2 separate regions of the Zea mays genome follow, and region 1 is linked to region 2. Evidence: chromatin contacts called from public Hi-C data. All regions are on one chromosome and are shown on one strand. The core of a region is the stretch at or near the end of the contact, and the rest is flanking DNA. Distances in the headings are between cores, read along the strand shown.

Region 1 (6,119 bases), core at 2,510-5,009, 230 kb before region 2:
TCCTGGCTGATCCCATACTCAGTTTCTAAGCATTGGTACACTGCTTCAATGTCTGCATATGTATTCTCTTCACTTGGCTGCATACAAATAACAAACATAAGGTCCAGCCCTCCGAAATGTAATCCTCTAGAAAGGATGCAAGTGTATGATAACTGCAAATACCAGGAACCTGGCAGCAATACGAACTGAACACGGAATCTGACTTAGCTCAAATGAGCATATAGCAATATATCAGCCAATCCAGTATCCAAAACATAATTTGAAATTTAAGATGAATAAAGTTTCATAAGTCAGGAATTATTACTGTACTGACTACATGGAGTTTTAAAATACAAAACAGGAAAAACAAAAGAAAACGAGTAAAGTTTGCTTATTTAGTTCTGAAATTTCAGGAATGACGTAAGATTAGGTCAGAACATAAAAACCTTGATTCAACTTTATGACATATAAACAATATCACGAAATTTTGCTTAAAAAAACTTTTTTGCATTGAATTGGGAATGACATGTTGGGTCCACATTCCATTGAAACAACCTGCATATCATGCCACAGCAGTGAGATGGATAGTTTGGACATCCATGAAGCCTGCAGGTGGACCTGAATGGAATAAACTGCTCATGCATGTAGTTTTGCAAAAGCTGATTCTTAAAACTGTAGTATGACACTTTTAAAATGGCATGCATGGCTGAAAAGAAAAAGGTTCGAATCTAAAAATATGCTGATCATTGCTATCTCTGAACAACCTTTGAAGATGCATTGGCCATGCTGTGCCAGTAATGCACCAGTCAGGCATGGGCCAAAAAGCATCTTCTCATGTAGGTATATAAACTATGTTCCTGTAACGTAAAACTAAAACCACATTTCTTGAGCATAGCACGTTGAATCTTGAGACTAAATGCAAAATTGCAAGATCTGTAGCTAGGCAGATTAGATAACTATTTATCTGTGTCAGTTTTTTTTTTCTTTTTGCAAAGGTATATGTGTTAGTTCTGAAAGGCCAATAAGATCTAAGAGAAGTGTTTGGAACAGACAATCAGCGATTCACCACCACTTCTAATTTTCAACTCATCAGCATTATGTCCATCGTCCTTCCATTCAGAGGGTACAGCAGCATTTCAGTGATGAGTTCTCCTGTTGGCTCCTAGAGGGCGCCAGGAGTTTGGGTCAGCTTGGTCTCCCTAGTTCCATGAGTAATATCGGATCTAATCCTTTTACTCATCTGTAACCTTTTTGTTTTTCCTTTTCTTTTGTTTCTTTTTCTGTTTTGGCTATGGATGTAAGTCCTGTTTCTCTCTCTCTAATATAAAGATGTGCAGCTCCTGCGTGTTCTAGAAAAAAAAACATTATGTCCATGGTGCTACATAGTTCATACTTGAAAAAAAGAGTTCTTCCTTACCTTGCCAGTAGATGCACCATAGCCAGAATAGTCATATCTGCGATCACAGAAGAAGACAGTCAATCACGTCAGCGTGTTCTACATAACATTATAACTTACCTTAAGAGCAGACCGATGAAACCGAAAACACCACATCATCTTAGTGAAACAAAAATGACGCAATTATTCAAAGAATGAAGACACAGTCAACTTTGGCCCACTGATATAGTGACATGCAGTATATCGACAACAGAAAAGGTTAAATTTAACGTTTTTCCTTGACGACCATTCATACCAGTAACGCATATGCAGCCATATAAACTGAATCTTCTATTGATACCACGTTCTACATTTGGAACAAGAAACGGCAGAACTGAAGCACACGTCATAATCCATTCTCGGAACTTTTAAAAGTTCTGCACTCACTGAAAACCGCCGCGGAAAAACTAGAATAACCACATCCATATCCCCAATTCTAGTAACGGAGTGCTTCCGCCGCCCTCCACATGCAAAACGGAACTGATCTATGCAATGCAGCGTCAGTAATTCGCACAAAAATTGTCACTAAAGGTAAGTGTATCTTCTCCAGTAGCCCCGACCAGCCCCCCCCCCCCCCCCAATTCATACCAGTAACGCATACGCAGCCATATAAACTGAATCTTCTTTGATACCACGTTCTACATTCGGAACAAGAAACGGCAGAACTGAAGCACACGTCATAATCCATTCTCGGAACTTTTAAAAGTTCTGCACTCACTGAAAACCGCCGCGGAAAAACTAGAATAACCGCGTCCATATCCCCAATTCTAGTAACGGAGTGCTTTCACCGCCCTACACATGCAAAACGGAACTGATCTATGCAATGCAGCGTCAGTAATTCGCACAAAAATTGTCACTAAAGGTAAGTGATCTTCTCCAGTAGCCCCGACCAGCGCCCCCCCTCCCGCGCGGCTAAAATCCAGCAAATAGAAAACAATGGCATGTCCGGGCAGAGCATCCTATATAGGACAGGTATTACTACTGAAGTACACTTACCTAAACAGATCATGGAACATAGCATTTGATAGATAGAAACTAAGGAACAGCATAATAAATGCACCTAGTACAACAAACACTGGGGCTAGTTTGGCAACTCCATTTTCAAGGAATTCTCATTTTCCCATGGTAAAATGGAAATCCATTGAAAAAATAAGGTTGCTAAACTAGCCCTGAAAGGTAAGAATTGCAAGATCACAGAGATGGGCAGGAAGCATAGTGCACTACTAACCCCATCAGGTTGATCTTGAGATTGACCTTGAGCTGCACAAAGAGGTCGTACAGCTGGCCGAGGTCGGCAGCGTTGCCGTGCGAGTAGAGCAGGGTGAGGCGCGCGCAGGGGTTCCGGAAGTAGAAGGCCACCACCTTGTTCCCCCTGCTGGTGTCGACGAGCAGGACGTCCATGGCGTTGTCCCGCGGCACGCCGGAGGCGACGAGGCGGCCCGTGGCCTCGTCCTTCCGGACGGCGTACGTCGCCGGCTCCGGCGGGAAGAAGGCGAACCGCGCCGCGAGACTGGACACCGAGCACCCCGACGGCATCGGAGGCAGCGCTCACTCATCGACAGGCGGCAATGCGGGCTGCTCGGAAGAGGACGCCCTCTCCTATCCTCTCCCCTCCCCTCCGCCCTGCGGCTGCTGCTTTCTTGGCTCAGATGGATGGAGCTAGGTTCCCAACGATCAAATAGATAGGTGGCAGAGGCGTTTTGGGATTTTGTGCAGTCACAACGGATTTGCGGCACCTTCACTTGGTTGTTTCCAGGGATCGAATCGGCTCCAAGGACCAAACTTTGGGTGAAAATCTCTCGGGGAGTAGAGCACAAAAAGGTCAGGTTCTTGAATCCTGCTGCCTGGCTGGATCTCTGCAACGGGCTCTCGCAAGAAACGGACAAACCTTTCCCCCTCCTCCTCCTCCTGCTCCTTGCGAGAAAGAAATCCGCCCTAATAATAAAAAAACAAAGAAACCAGCTCACTCCACCGGGCAGCTGATCGGCGCCATCTCTGAAATCTCAACAGGGAGAAGGCGATCGAGGAACATAAAAAAGGAATGGATTTATGATGTACCAGTCGTACAGGGGGAGGGGTTTGGGAGGGTTTAGTGCAGCAGTTACCAGTGTGGAAAAAAGACGAGCAAGCGACGAGGAGAGCGGAGCAGTAGCAGGACCAGGAGGAGCAACCGCTGCACAGCACAGCACAGCACAGCACTAGCCGACTAGCGAGCGCTCGCCCTGCTCTGCTCAGCAGCCTTCAGCCACGCACGCTGCTCGCTGCCATTTATTACTCACTGACAGACAGACACACGCTCAGAGACAGAGAAAGGGAGAGGAGAGAGGTTTTGGGAGGAGGAAGAGACGCTGTGCTGCTGTTGTGTGCGTGCGTGCGGGTGCGGCAGCAGGGGTATGTGGGGAGGGGAGATGAAGATGGAACAGGGCAGCGGAAAGTGCAGGGGATCCCCACGCCTTTGCAAAAAAGGAACGGGAGAGGCTTTGCAGCGTGGCGGTGTTCAGCCGCCGCTACGGTGCCGCGTGTGCCTCCGCCGATCCAGAAACTGAGCACCGTCTGATCGTCTTATCAGACGGCCCGGATGAGGCCAAAAGTTTTGCAGAATGAAGTGTTTGTTGGGTGTGTGATGTCACGTTCTTGGAATTTTTTGTGATGAACCGTGTGTTGGTTTCGTAGATATTTGTTGCGGGACGTTTATACAGAACAAATCTGATGAAAAGGTTGTAATAACTGTTGTTTTTTCAAGTTCAGTTTGTTAGGAGCATCTCCAACAATACTTCAAACTAATGTCTTAAATTGAAATATATGACTTTCCATTAGAAAAATTACTCCAACAGTGTCTTATTTTGTAAAATTTTATCAAAAACATATAGGGCACTATATTAAATGCATCAGATATACTAAAATCTAGTGGACTATTATATAATCTAGAATTAAGACTTTACTGTTGAAGCAGAAAATTTTATCGATGCACTAAACCATATAAAATATACTTATTTTTGAATTATAGAGTATTTTTATATGACACGTTGTTGTAGCCGTTCAATTCTCCAGCCAAATTTTGGTGGTGTTTCGTCGAGAAGTGCTAGCCGCTAGCGTGTGTTTCTGAGTTGATGGTTGCCAGTTTCCTATGACGATAGCAGATTTATTTATATTACTAAAGGCTCTTTTTAATTGTGATGGAACTTTTAAAAAATAGTTGTGCTGACTAGTTATAGATATTATAAAAGCTAAAAGATATTTGTTAGACAGTTATGGCTTTTTAGAGAGAAAAAAATACTGTCAGTTTCTCTTAGAGATAGACGACCCTATCTGCCAATCTCGTCATCTTCTTCTACTACGTGAGTGCCCTTGTGTTGCGACGGTATACAGATTATTCTATAAATGTTAGTGCACAACAATTACATGAAAACAAACAACATATATATATCAACACCAATATCTAACATATGAGGAGTGGACATGTCAGTCAGTAATAGCAAGTGATTGTTCCCCAGAAGCCGTGAAAGGTGAGATTAGGAAGATGGGATATTGGGGAACTAATCTTCTATTTCTTAATTGCCAAATGTTCGAATACAAGAGATAAATAGGCATTATGCCTTCTAACAAACATAGATGGAAAATCTCCTTAAATTGAGACAGTGGTTTCTGGCTGCGCTGCGGTGACTCGGTTTCCATCGATGATTTGTTGCAACTCAATGTTCAGCACCTTGAGACAGTGGTTTCTGGCTGCGGTGACTCAGTCTCCATCGATGATTTGTTGCAACTCAATGTTCAGCACCAGATTAAATTGACTTTCGCTAACATCGTTCCTATAAATTAGACACAAATCAGCTTGATGCTATAACAAAACAGAGAAAATAGAAGTGGCCAAATCAAAAGAAGAGAGAGTATAACCATTCAGTTTAGAATCACATGAAATTATCTCATACAAGGGAATCCTCGTCAAGGTTTTGCTCTTTCTCACACAACATTGAATTATCTCAAACTCATAGCAGGGTACTTTATTCACCTCATAACCATTAGCGTACTTTTTTGGTTCTCGCAACAAATCTTGACTTCATTATCTATTAAAAACAGAGAGATGTACGTAGCCACCAAGTCATGCGACCCTAAACCCAGATCGAAGCTACTCTACTCGTTACTGGAAATCCATAAGCTACCAACAATGTATTTGTCTCGGGATGAGGCAAAAATGCCATGCCACATCGGGGTCATATACAGATAAGATGTAGTTAGTGTTCATCCAAAAAATAAACTGCATGGTGAAATGACTCCATCATACTAAAGAGGCAAGCCACACTGGCTCCAAGGTGGTAGAGATTCCAAAACACTTTTCCATTTCATAAAGTTATAAGCATATATAATAGTGTGTACAAATGCATGCAACTGATACTACAAGCACCAAGTTAATGACCAGGCTGGCAATTGTAATGTTAAGGGATAAACAAAATGTGAACTAAGCAGACAATGACACATAAACATGTGTCAACATAAGTTGAAACCGCACTCTGAACCTTCCAGATTTATGATTCCTCACCAAGTCAAAAAAAATACAATGAACAAATGAATTCACTAAATACTTTGGAAGTGGAAATGCAGATTGGCTGAGTAACTACCTCTCTTCCAATGATAGCAATGGAAGGGATTGTTAGAAGCCATGGCCCATCATTGAGCAGTGATGATTCCAAAGGTTTGGTGCATAGCA
Region 2 (5,738 bases), core at 2,248-4,747:
ACCGCAAACACGCACACAAGTGAGAAGATGAGCACACAAAACACGCGCGGGGAGTTTACAACTCAAAAAGTGCTCCAATCTCAAGAACGATGAACGATTGCGTGAAAGTGAGGACTAGAAGTCTTGGAATGCTTAGAGTGTGCTTAGGTCACTCCTCCATGCGCCTAGGGGTCCCTTTTATAGCCCCAAGGCAGCTAGGAGCCGTTGGAGGCAATCTTGGAAGGCTAATCTTGCCTTCTGTCGGGTGGCGTATCAGACAGTCTGATGCGCCACCGGACAACCACTGTAGCATGTCCAGTGCGGATCTCCTTCCTATTTTGGCGCAGTCGACCGTTGCAGATTCGCGGCAGTTGACGCACCGGACACTGTCCGGTGCACACCGGACAGTCCGGTGCCCCCTGCCGACCGTTGGAGCGGGCCACGCGTCGCCCGCCGATTTCGCTGCCGTCCATTGCACAGTCAACCGTTGGCTCACCGAATAGTCCGGTGCACCACCGGTTAGTCCGGTGAATTTTAGCCATATGCCGTTGAACTTTTCCCGAGAGCGACGACTTCATCGCGGGCGACTCACCGGACAGTCCGGTGCACCACCGGACAGTCCGGTGAATTATAGTCGTACGCCGCCGTAAAGTCCCTAGAGCGGCCTATTCACCGAGACTGGCCTGGCGCACCGGACATGTCGGGTGCACCACCGGACAGTCCGGTGCACCCAGACCGAGCAGGACACAACCAACTCTTTTCTAATCTATTTTCTCCTGTTTCTAGCACTTAGACACAATACATTAGTACCCAAATCAATGTACTAAGTCTAGAAACGTACCTTGTTACATGATTTGCACTTCTTCAATCTTTGGCACAAATTAACACTTAGAGAATATGTGTTGGCACTTAATCACCAAAACACTTTAGAAATTGCCCAAGGGCACATTTCCCTTTCACCTCCCCTCTTACACTTTTGATAAGATTAACCTATAACTAGCTTCCCTAATTAATTATCCAAGACTAGAGCCATAGTAGTCCTTGTGGTTGTACATTTTCTCGGGTTGTCGCTCTATGTTCCAATTAGACATAGTTATCTTGTACCAACAAATATCATACCACAATAAATAAAACAATATCCACATGAATAAAACAATATCCATCTTCTATGTGAATCATTATCCCATAAACCAAATAGAGCACTATCATGTCTACCCAATAATAAGTAAACCATGTGCAAACAAGGTCAGGGAAAACAAATCTGGTCATCACTTAGGGCCTGTTTGTTTACCCCAATGAATTATATAATCTGGATTATTTTTGGAGGATTATATAATCTGGATTATATAATTTGGATTATATAATCTGAGTAGTCCTGTTTGTTTACCCAGATTATCTGGCGTGTTTCTGTTGGGCGGCGGGCTTCTCCGATCCGATAGGCGCAAAAACGATTCGGTAGATTATAATGGCAATGGTGGGTAATTTCTAGGAAACTTGAAAGAGTAGTGGGGAAGTGGGAAAAAATAATCTGAAATAAGCACCTCCTCACTTGCTTATGGATTATCATAATCCAAGGGGTTAGATTATATAATCTGGGCAAATAAGCTAGACTGTTTGTTTGTCTCTTAGGATTATTTAATCCAGATTATATAATCTGGGCGTAAACAAACAGGCCCTTAATAGGTCCCATGAATTTAACCTAACCGTGTGTAACATTGGTTAGAGCATAAAAGTAAATACTGAATAGGACTAAAGATACGTGACCAAGGACACAACGTGTCTTCTAAAGGAAGCTCCTATTGCCTAGATTCTTCACAGGTTTGGTCTTTAGATCCCTTGAACACTTGATCTAGTAATCACATCATGCTAACAAACAAGCTAAACATAAATAAAAATAATAGTAAACCAAACAGAGAAAACATATGCATAAAACAAATCTATGTGTTGATACGAATCTGTAGGCTCAAGAACCACTATAATCAGAGTTAAACCGAGAAAGTTATGGCAAAAACAAGTTTAGGATCAATTTTATATTTAAAAATTTATTTTCATGGACTTATTTGCAAAAACCAAGGAATTCTACGTAAATACAAGTTAAAACAGAGGGGATCCGATCTAAATATGTTTAACTCGAATGGCGGGTTCTATTCCTTTGAAACTCAGGGTCTACTCCATTAAAACAAGAATGAATGTGATACAACTTGAACTGTGGTGGATTTCTTTGCGAAACCAGAAAAGTTTAGGGGTCCTTTGAAGGTTGGGTGCAGTTGGGGGGATGCGATCGAGGTCATACGATCTTAGACTAGTGGCCCGATTCAAAATAACCGAACCGGTACGCATAAGATTTAATCTCTTAATTGTTCATTCTAGATCTATTAACACGAATTCGTCTCCCTTACCGACGACGGTTTGGGCAGTGCCCGCCGACGAGGACGCATGTAACGCTCTAAAATTCTATTATGGGTAAACTAGAAAAAAAACTTATTTCATGATTTAAATAAATATGTTTTCAAATAATAGATTATCTAAAAGATTATTATGTGAACTATCCTTTGGGTTAAAGATCTATTCTCTAAAAAAGAATTAAGTTAAACTATCACTTAATATAGATTTTACATAAGAAATTATATTCTTTTAAATAAATACGTGAATCATACAATAATTAAGGACCCTATACCTATTAAAAGGATAATGTCTTTATAATAAAACACATAAGCAAATACCCTGATATTATTTGAAATCTGAAATTGACACCGACAAAATGAAGGGAGTAATTGAATCAGCTACTTTTAAAATAAAGTAACGGTAAACTTGTCTTTGTGTATTTTAAAAGCTAAAAATTAGTCCACACATCTAGTTTTTTCTAATTAAACCAATTTTTAAAAACTAGGGTAGAAACGAGTTTCTTGTCCATTTAGTTGGGAAACGAGGCAGAATGGAGCCGCTTTATTTTACGTTTGGTTGAAGAGCGAACAGAATGGTCGAAGAGAAGCGACTCTAAATCGAGAATATTTACATTAGTTCTATGACGAGCTTGCCCCAAAAATTCGTTGGAATCTCACCATTCCACTTGTCCCTTTCTCTTTTAGGGCTTGTTCGTTTTGATGTGTATCCATGTGTATTGGATGGTATCGAGTCGATTTAAATCCATAATAGGTCAAAATACATCTCAATCCTACCCAATCCACTCTAATCCACATGAAACAAAAATAACCGAACAAACCGTTCCGCTGTTCTTAGAGTATGGAATCATCTAGCTCTCGAAATCTGCAATGAAACCGTTCCGCTGTTATTGCTCTCTAACCAAACAAACTTACAAACCTCAGAAATTGTGGTGCTTTCAAACAAGCCACAAGGTTATAACTTTTTTCTTAAATAACACCCAAAGCAGCAATTAACCATTAACAACATTATTTTTAAAAAATCGTGCTGAATGCAGCCAAGCCGCGGAATTTAGAAATCGCGAGTTGCCTGAAGTCAAAAGGAGAAACACGGCCGGCTCCTTCCATAGATCCAAGAGATTTCTCCATTCCCAAGCTGCTTGACCAGACAAACCATAAAAACTATTGAACTTTCAATACATCTCCTCCCGTGTCCGGTTCTTCCTCCCAAAATCTGCCCGAGCTTCTTTGCCCAGCAGATCCCCGGCAGTTGCATCCCCAAGCGCCCCTCCCCAGTCGACGGTTCTCACCCAATTCCGCCGCCCCATCGACGGGTTCGCACCAAATCAGCCGCCCCCGCAGCGGTGCGGGAGCGGCGCCGTTTGGACGCTTTCCCGCTGAAATCTCCCGACAGTGTCTCGTCATTTTGACGCCTGAGCTTTATCCGGGTGGAAAGTTTGGATCTTGGTAAGGATCTTAGGGGCTGGTGGGCTCGAGTCTGCGCAAGGATCTCGCCTTTGCGCGTTACATGTGCAGGCTGTTCTCTGGTGCGGGATCTCTCTAACTTGTCGGTGCTCTTGAACAGGTGCTTGCGGAGATGGCGAGTACGGGGGCGGGTGCTGTTCTTGCTGTGGTAGTTTTGGCTTGTGCACTGGGAGCCAGAGCTGATGGCTCTGATCATAAGTACAAGGAAGGGGATCATGTTCCTCTCTACGCCAACAAGGTCGGGCCTTTCCACAATCCAAGGTACAGCACACTCTTGCAACCCGCAAACTTTCGATACACCGTTCTCCTTACAATGCGAGTTTTAATAAGCTTGCTGTCTACCTTGGTGGTTAAGGTTGTGTCACAATCGGATTACTGATAAAACTCTACTGTTTGAAAGAGAGTAAAACGACCAAAAATCCTAATAGCTAATCCAAAATCACCTACTCAATTGGCAAGTGACTGTATGCATAGGAACTATGAGTAATCATGCGACAGAAATCTGACCAAGAGGAATCTTGCCCAGTGGTCTATTATGGATAAGAAATGACAGTTATAACAGAGATTTTCCCCCAATTGCTCGGCTTTTCAATGCATCAGCTTAAACATTACCGTGTGTTTCATAGGTCATGTTTTACTCAATTATAGGGCTTAACAATAGTTATGAATCGGCGTTAGGAGACTGGTATAGTGATATTCTTCAATTATAGAAACAGGGACACATTACTAAGGGTCTGTTTGGTTGGGCTGTGGCTGTGAAAAAAGCTGCTGTGGGTTGTGAGTTGTGAAAAAAGCTGTTGTGGACTGTGAACTGCTAAAAAACTAAAAACCGTTTGGTGGAAACTACTAAAAGTCGCTAAAAATTCTTCCATATATATTTTTACAGTTCCACCTAAAAGCTGCTAAAAGCAGGTCCAGAGGTGCTTTCAGTTTTGCACTACAAGAAAGTCGGCTTTTAGAAAAAGCTGCTTTCTAGATTCGGCCCTTGGTTTGACTTTTGGCTTTTAGGGGGCAAAAGCCAAAGCCAAAAGTCAAACCAAACACACCCTAAGTGTTTTCAGAGCTACTTATTTAGCTTGGATGTTTGATAATAATCTTGATAACTCCATTCTTCTACCATGCTGAATGTCATGCCATGAGCCATGGCACAAAGAATATTCCCTCAATCTTGCATAACTGAACAAATGAGTTGAGTATAGACTTGGTACTTCCACAATCCATCTGAAACAAATGAGATGAGTACAAACTACATACTTCAACAATAAAAACTCGGCCGGTGAGAGAAAGACCGTCCTCCTGGTATTATATTAAGAAGAGACTGAAACATGTTCCCAGCCGAGAAAATCTCCGAACCTTGGTCCCCCATCATTAGTGGGTCGTCACTGCCCATTTTGCAACGACCCAGCCAGAGGGTGACGCGCAGGACGTAACCCGGGAGCGGGCGGGGCACAATGAGGGGTTATTTTTAACCAAGCCCAAAAATCGCCCCCGAGGGGGATCAAACCCGGGACCTGGAGGTGCTACTCGGAAACCTTAACCATTACACTAGAGGCCCTTTCGCAACATACTTCAACAATCAGGATCAGCATGGCACACAAAGATGACATGTTTGTGGAACCTTCAACAATCAGGTCAGCTGAATAGAAAATCACTGATTCACAAGTTTGTATAAGAACATATTTGACACAGAAGCACAGATCACAAGTACACATTCTCTGCTGACACATAAGCACAGATTCTTTTCTGTACACATTGTACACATAAGCACAGATCACAATTTAAAAGCACTAGTTGTGTGCAAGGGTATATCAAAAAAAAAAACTCGGCCGGGGAGGGAAAGACCGTCCTCCCGGTATTATATTAAGAAGAGACCGAAACAATGGTCCCGGCCGA

Evidence for each region. A called contact is a pair of places that touch in the nucleus more often than the background predicts.
Region 1: a contact with region 2 is called in a Hi-C map of leaf, with 5 times the contacts expected there. The contact joins the promoter of LOC100191431 here to the promoter of LOC100281978 in region 2. A contact is called at or near these places in 2 of 25 Hi-C or Micro-C datasets (ear and leaf).

Annotation. Positions count from the first base shown.
Region 1 is chr10:78,415,910-78,422,028 of Zm-B73-REFERENCE-NAM-5.0, reverse strand. It overlaps LOC100191431, which reads right to left and starts at 3,759. Exons shown (of 6, transcript NM_001136864.1): 1 at 3,520-3,759; 2 at 2,643-3,349; 3 at 1,397-1,433; 4 at 1-77. The coding sequence starts at 2,950. LOC103641256 (a long non-coding RNA gene) reads right to left here. Exons shown (of 3, transcript XR_560200.3): 3 at 6,055-6,119.
Region 2 is chr10:78,185,712-78,191,449 of Zm-B73-REFERENCE-NAM-5.0, reverse strand. LOC100281978 (transmembrane 9 superfamily protein member 1) reads left to right here and starts at 3,497. Exons shown (of 8, transcript NM_001154895.1): 1 at 3,497-3,827; 2 at 3,946-4,106. The coding sequence starts at 3,958.